Regions from separate parts of the Canis lupus genome. Here region 1 is linked to region 2. The links are chromatin contacts, called in public Hi-C maps. All regions are on one chromosome and are shown on one strand. Each heading gives the region's core, a stretch centred on a gene start, on an enhancer-like site or on the middle of the called end of the contact. The rest is flanking DNA. Distances are from core to core; before and after follow the strand shown.

The links. Hi-C and Micro-C count contacts between places; a contact is called where the count stands out from the background.
Region 1: a contact with region 2 is called in a Hi-C map of skin fibroblasts, with 2.2 times the contacts expected there. The contact joins two enhancer-like sites. A contact is called at or near these places in 4 of 9 Hi-C or Micro-C datasets (amygdala, blood, liver and 1 more).

The regions. Positions count from the first base shown.
Region 1 is chr12:66,219,304-66,222,705 of UU_Cfam_GSD_1.0, forward strand. It overlaps ARMC2 (armadillo repeat-containing protein 2), which reads left to right. Exons shown (of 18, transcript XM_038554882.1): 6 at 1,686-1,762. Among named protein-coding and RNA genes, the nearest start is that of ARMC2, 40 kb to the left of the region's middle. Within about 2 kb of position 1,723, at least 4 of the 20 cell types and tissues checked have an H3K27ac peak or open chromatin away from gene starts, as enhancers often do.
Region 2 is chr12:65,879,520-65,882,772 of UU_Cfam_GSD_1.0, forward strand. No RefSeq gene overlaps it. Among named protein-coding and RNA genes, the nearest start is that of FOXO3, 21 kb to the right of the region's middle. Within about 2 kb of position 1,997, at least 3 of the 20 cell types and tissues checked have an H3K27ac peak or open chromatin away from gene starts, as enhancers often do.

The DNA.
Region 1 (3,402 bases), core at 473-2,972, 340 kb after region 2:
AAAGGCCATTATTTGAAAACTGTCTTGCTTGATTTCAATAATTGTTTAGGACAATAATGAAAAGAAGGCTTGCCTCTATGGTTCTTAGACTTTCTTGTTATTTCTAGGAGTGATATGTATGAGGACTTCCTTGGCTTCACGCCTTGTCAAACTTTGGTATTTTACTTTCTCCAAGGGTAGATTAGATCTGTTCCATCTGAATCTCAACTCCCAAGAGTGTTGACAAAGAAGATCCCATCCTCATATTCTTTCTTTGATTGGCCAGGGACACCTTGCTACCAGATTCATGTTTTTACCCTGCATAAAAATAAGGCAATTGTTTCAGAGTATGAAATAATTAGATATTTTGGGAAGGATTAGCTTGATCTTTTCTCTACTAAATGACAAAGAGAAGTGTTAAATCAAGTGTTCAAAAAAGGAACATGTTTATGGGAAAAATGATATTTGGAGAAGCTAATCCTTGGGGCAGCAGTAAAAACCAAGGGCCAAGACACAGCACTGAACAGTTACTGGGGATCTTATTCACAGACATGTGTCTGGGTATTTGTGAGTGACCCTGACCACGCGCATATGCATTATTTGTGATTTTTTATAGCAAATATTTTATTTGATGACAAAAAAATTTGTTGTAAAATTTGCACTTGGAATTGTGTACAGATATTTGAAGTAAGCACTTTTAAGTGTCAGCTGTAGCTAAGGAAAAGTTGTATCCTTCCTGGATGGTCTTTACATTAAATATAACCTTAAAAAAAAAAAACAAAAAAAAAACAAACCTAAAACAACCTGGCAATATAATCCTACTATTGGCCAACCACTACTCTTTTATCTGGAATACAAAATATTTGTCATCTGGGGGCTGCCTGAATTTACCTTCAATTTTCTTTCACATTTAAATTATTTTAAAAAGGGACTCCTGGGTGGCTCAGAGATTAAGTGTCTGCCTTGGGGCCCCAGGCATGATTCTGGAGTCCCGGGAAAGAGTCCCACATCAAGATCCCTGCATGGAGCCTGCTTCTCCCTCTGCCTGTGTCTCTGCTTCTCTCTCTGTGTGTCTCTCATGAATAAATAAATAAAATCTTAAAAAAAATTATTTAAAAAATAAAGCATTTTCAAGGAATATTAATGAGTTTTTTAAGTGGAAACAGAACAGTCTGTGCTGAAGTAGGAAGAGCTGTGAATTGGAAATTATGAGCCCAGGGCTCTGGATCTGACCCTGCTTTGTGACCTTGGGCACATCTGACCAATTTGGGAACAGTTTCCTTGTATGAAGGGAGACCTAGAGAAAGGGTCCCTTCCAGCTCCTAAAGGCTAGTCTTTTGTGCTTCCCTGCATACCAGAGTTCTTTCTTATTCTAACAGTGACCTCTTGTGGTATATATCCTTCAGCAGGATTTTTTTTTTTTTTTTTTTTTTTTTTTTTATTTGCAAAGTAAACTTGGGATTTTTTGTTGTTGTTTCTGGTGATTGTATTTAATACTATGAGGCAGCTCTGACTTGTCTTTTGATAGATAAACCTTAGCTGGAAATCAGATGTTGGCTAAAGGACTGTAGAGCACCAAACCCCGTCTTAGAAACAGTCCTCTGTGGTTTCTTCACAACCTGCCTAGAGCCGACTCCACACTTTACGGAAAGAAGAAATGCTTTGGTTTGTGGGCTGAGTGTTGTGTGTATTCCTCTTTCTCCTAGGGACCAGGGGAAGAGGCGTTCAAGAACCTCATCATTTTTCAACAGCTCGGACCTGAGCAGACTGGAAACCAGAGCAGGTGAGGTGCCTGCCCTGTGCGTAGTAGAGGTCCCCAGCATGTCTTCCCCTTCAGCATCTCCACCCGCAGGAGAAACATTTGCACTGAAGATGTCTCAGTTGGTTCACTGTTTGAAAACTCCAGTGACTTCGGCCAACTTGGCCACACATCAACATTTATTTTTAGAAATTTTTATTACTTTCACCAGTCTTCAAATTCTTACCATTACAGCTCTAGGGCCTCAAACCTCCATAGATTACTGTCTCAGTGAGCATACAAGCAATTATTTTGTAAAAGCATTTGGAAAATTGCAAAATTTGACAGCGGCATCCTTCTTGAGTTCAAAATCATGGCTCACTTAAGTGAAGCTCTATTAGCTGTATGAAGACAGCCTTTGGGGGCTTTAATCTGTTTGAGGAAAAAAAATGTAACAATATAAATCACAGGCTAGAAATGATGCAAAATGTATTCATTCAATGAAGTGTAGCAGTTACACATGTAATATTGACTGAAATGAGTACAAACATATTACATGAAAACATCAAGTTGCAAAAACAATGACATATGTTGTTTATGGATACAGATCTATGTGGTGACGTGTAAAATCAAACATGATAAAAAAATAACCACCTGATTTAGAACGGTGGTAACCCTTGGAGGCAGAGGAAGGAAGGGGAATAGACAGGGGATGGCAACTATATCTATAATGTTTATTTCTTTGAAATAAAGGAGAGGATAAAAATACAGTTAATATTTGATCAAACTATTTGTGGGTACACAGGTGTTTGTTATATTTTTCACTTTTTACGCACATGCAATTTTATAAAACCAAACTAATATTAGGCCCCCAAAATATTTTCTTACTTTCAAAACTAATTTCTCATCAATAAAATGACTTTTGTGGCCAATCAGAATTTCTGTAACAGGAAAATCCTAGCCTGATTTCTGCATCAGCTTTGTTGCTAAGGATTTTACATTTACTTGCTAAAAACATCAGCCAATAAACATTGTGTCAAGTTTTGTGTCCAGAACTCAAAGCTGTGGTTAAAAACTATAACCACTGAGACAGCAAAATCGTCAAAAACATGCTGAAATTTCTGCTTGACTTACCCAATTTCCTGTTGAATCATAATTTTTATATTTAGCAAACTGTGAACCTAGATGAAAGTGCTTTCTAAAATATTAGGTTGTTGCCCAAGACTGAGGCAAACTTTTATTTAGTTTTTGTAGATCTTAAAGAGTAATCACAGGATCCCATGCTTCAGTTGCTAGAGTGGAGAGGGGTTTGGTTATATAAAATGGCATTTTTGCAGAAAGCAGAGTTGGAGGGGGTCCGGGAGTGGGCGGAGATGTGGAAAGGTCATGGTTGGACACAACTGCTTGCACTGTGATTCTTGGGAAAGGGTTGAAAGTGATCCCTTAAGCCCCAGTGTCTGGCTGACTTTTGCTCTGAGAAGGAACAAGTCTTTAGAACATTCAGAAGGGCTTGCAAGGGCCTTTCCTTTCCCAAGGTTAAACCCTTCTGCAATTTCTGGCTCACCCCTGTAATTCAACTCTGCCTAGGGTGAGCACGTTATTGATTCTGTGTATCCTAAGAAGCAGATTGATAATCATGGTTTCTCACAGAGCTATTCTATTAAAGGGCATATTGCATAGGAGGT
Region 2 (3,253 bases), core at 747-3,246:
GGATCGAGTCCCGCATCAGGCTCCCTGCATGGAGCCTGCTTCTCCCTCTGCCTGTGTCTCTGCCTCTCTCTCTCTGTGTGTCTTTCATGAATAAATAAAATCTTTTAAAAAATAAATTAAAAAATAAAAAATAAAATGTATTTCTGTATTATAGCCTACAAATACATTGCAACATTAGTACAAGTCTATAATTTATATATTAAATATACATCACGTTTATTAATTGGGATATAGGATGAAAAAATTTGGAGATTACTAGTGTGGTACATTTTTTGTAAGTTTTTATTTTAATTTCAGTTAGTTAACATACAGTGGAATATTAGTTTCAGGTGTACAATATAGTGACTCAACACTTCCATGCATCACCTGGGGCTCATCACAAGTACCCTCCTTAATCCCCATCACCTATTTAACCCGCGCTCCTCACTCCCCTCCCCTCTGGTAACCATTAGTTTGTTCTCTACAGTTAAGAGTCTGTTTCTTGTTTTGCCTCTCTCTTTTTCCCCCCTTTGCTCATTTGTTTCTTAAATTCCACATGAGTGAAACCATATGGTCTTCATCTTTCTCTGACTTATTTCACTTGGCATAATACTCTCTAGCTCCATCCATGTGGTTGCAAATGGCAAGACTTCATTGTTTATTATGGCTGAGTAATATTCCATTGTATATATACACCACATCTTCCTCATCCATTCATCAATAATGGACCCTTAGGCTGCTTCCATATCTTGGCTATTGTAAATAATGCTGCTCTAAACTTTGGGGTGCATGTATCCCTTTGAATTAGGATTTCTGTATTCTTTGGGTAAATACCCAGTAGTGCAATTGCTGGATTGTAAGGTAGTTCTATTTTTCAGCTTTTTGGGGAACTTCCATACTGTTTTCCACGGTGGCTGCACCCAGTTTGCATCCCCACCAGCAGTGTAAGAGTGTAGTACACTTTTACTGGCCACCTCCCTAGCATCTATTCCTTTTCTTTTTCCAAATTCAGAGTCCAGTTTTCTTTGGAGAATGCTCCCACTTACTTTGAGGCAGCCATATGTACTGTGTGAGAATGATTCCACCCTGACTCCAGAGTGGACTCCGTTTGGCTTAAGTTAGTTAGAGGATCCCGCCCGCCTTTGGGCATTGTGATTGGCCTAGACATAAGAGCAGGACCCAGTCTGGTCCTCATAGAGACAGAGGGAAATACTAACCAAGGGCTTCTGACCAGGAAGCTTCCTCGATCTTCCAGGCACTATCAGTAGAGATAGCTTATCTTCCTCTGGACAGTGTAGCAGCAGATATGAAGCCTAGCCTGGCACTGCTACAGTGAGTTCTGTAGCCTGTGGATGATGCCCACATACAGAAGGGTCAGGGTAGAAAGAATCACACAGACAGGGACCCAGAACTCTGAAGGCAACACGAACCTCTGGATCAATCCATGCCTGAAGTTTTCCCTCCCTTTGTTTTTTTTTCAGTTATATAAGCCAAGAAATTCCTTTTATTTTGTTGATATTCTATATTACTCGAAACATGGAAAGTCCCCATCAAAACATTTAGAGAGCAGTGAATTTAGCTGAACTATGGAACAGAGACAACATCAAATGTTCTGGAATATCACTAATGGAAGCGTGCAATGCTGGCTAAATGAAGACTCATTCATAAAGCCCGTGCTCAAGCATAGTTAGCTCTGCACTTTAGAACAAAGTTGGATTGCTGGGAAGGCCCCAGTTCTCAGGGCACTTCATCTACCCACTTTCAGCAAAACTTCAAGTTGGTAGGAGTCGGCATCTGCCGTTTTCCGCCTGCCTTTTTGATAACTGTACCATGCTCCCAAACGATCAGTTTCTTTCCCCCTGTTTCAGACTAAGGGGTAAATGGATTATGGGTCTGGCGGGTTCTTCCTCCCACGGTGTGGACTGCAAGGGATAGAAACTCCCATCGTTCAGAGCGCTCGGGAGACGGAGCTGGGATTCGCGTGTACGCTTGGCGCAGCCACAAGATGGCAGGAGGAGACCGGGGAACACCGTGTCTGCAGGCTCTGCAGGCCGGGCCTGGGCCTCTCGCTCCACCTTGAGGAGAGCGCAGCCTGCCCGCCCGCCCACCAGGTGAGGTGGTGCGGAGAGACTGGTTTGACCTGGAGTTCCCTGTGGAACAGTGAGGGGTGCTGAGGCAAACAGGTAGAGGCTGTGAAGTTTGGGGGTGACGGCAACCAGCGGGGAGGGACGCGTGTTTCTGCCTCCCCCTCCCCTTCTCCACGTGCGACACAGGGGCTCTGGTTGTGAACACGCCCCTCGTGGGAAAAGCTGGTGTAAGATGCACAAAATGCCCTGAAAGCCACGGAGGAGAGATGTTTTTCTAGAAAGACTGGCATCAGTGGCCCATGTGTGTCTGTTGCTCCTGGAACCTTCTGGGCACATGTAGCGTGCCCTGGTATTCCGGGCCCGTGGACCATGGATGGCCTCTCGATGGGCCTCCCACTTTGACATCACTGTCTGCTTAAGTGACACCAGCTGAGTTACAGTCACTCGCCAGAAGGCGCTGCCTCTTGAAAAAGAGGCCAGGGGCAGAGGGAAAGAGGTTTCCTTCAGAGGGGAGGGTTCTGGGAAGGACGGGTTTGGAGTTGGGCGCTGTGGTGAGTCCCAGCCTGGTTGCCCCTGAGCCTGGTTCTGCCACCGGGAATGAAGGGAGGCCGACCCCGAAGCCCCTCGCAGGGCTGCCCCAGATGACAGGAGGCATTGATTCTGGGCTGAACAAACTCTGTACGTAGTGACGTGTACATAGGCAGAGGCCGGCTTCCTGGTCCTCGTGCCGAGCTTCACCGACTCCGGAGGCCTCCGATTGTCCTCAGCAGGGAGCCTCCCTGCACCCTCTGCGCCAGCGCCAGCGGTCTCCTCTTTCTTCTCCTCCTGACTAACCGCCTCCCATTTCGGAAATATCGTTATTTCTCAGCGTCTGAAGCTGAGAGCTGAGCAGCATACCCGATGGCTGTGTGTTTTCACTTTGGTCAGGACATTCTTCTTGCTGCTCCACTAAAGGCCCTTCTGTGCCCCTCCTGCCCTCTAGGCGCGTTAGGCCTGGTGGCCAGAGGTGGCCGGTGAGGGATGGAAGGCCTGGTGGCCGGAGGTGGACAGTAAGGGATGGAAGGCCTGGTGGCCGGAGGTGGACGGTAAGGGATGGAAGGCTTGGTGGCCGGAGGTGGACAGTAAGGGATGGAAGGCTTGGTGGCCGGAGGTGGACAGTAAGGGATGGAAGGCCTGGTGGCTGGAGG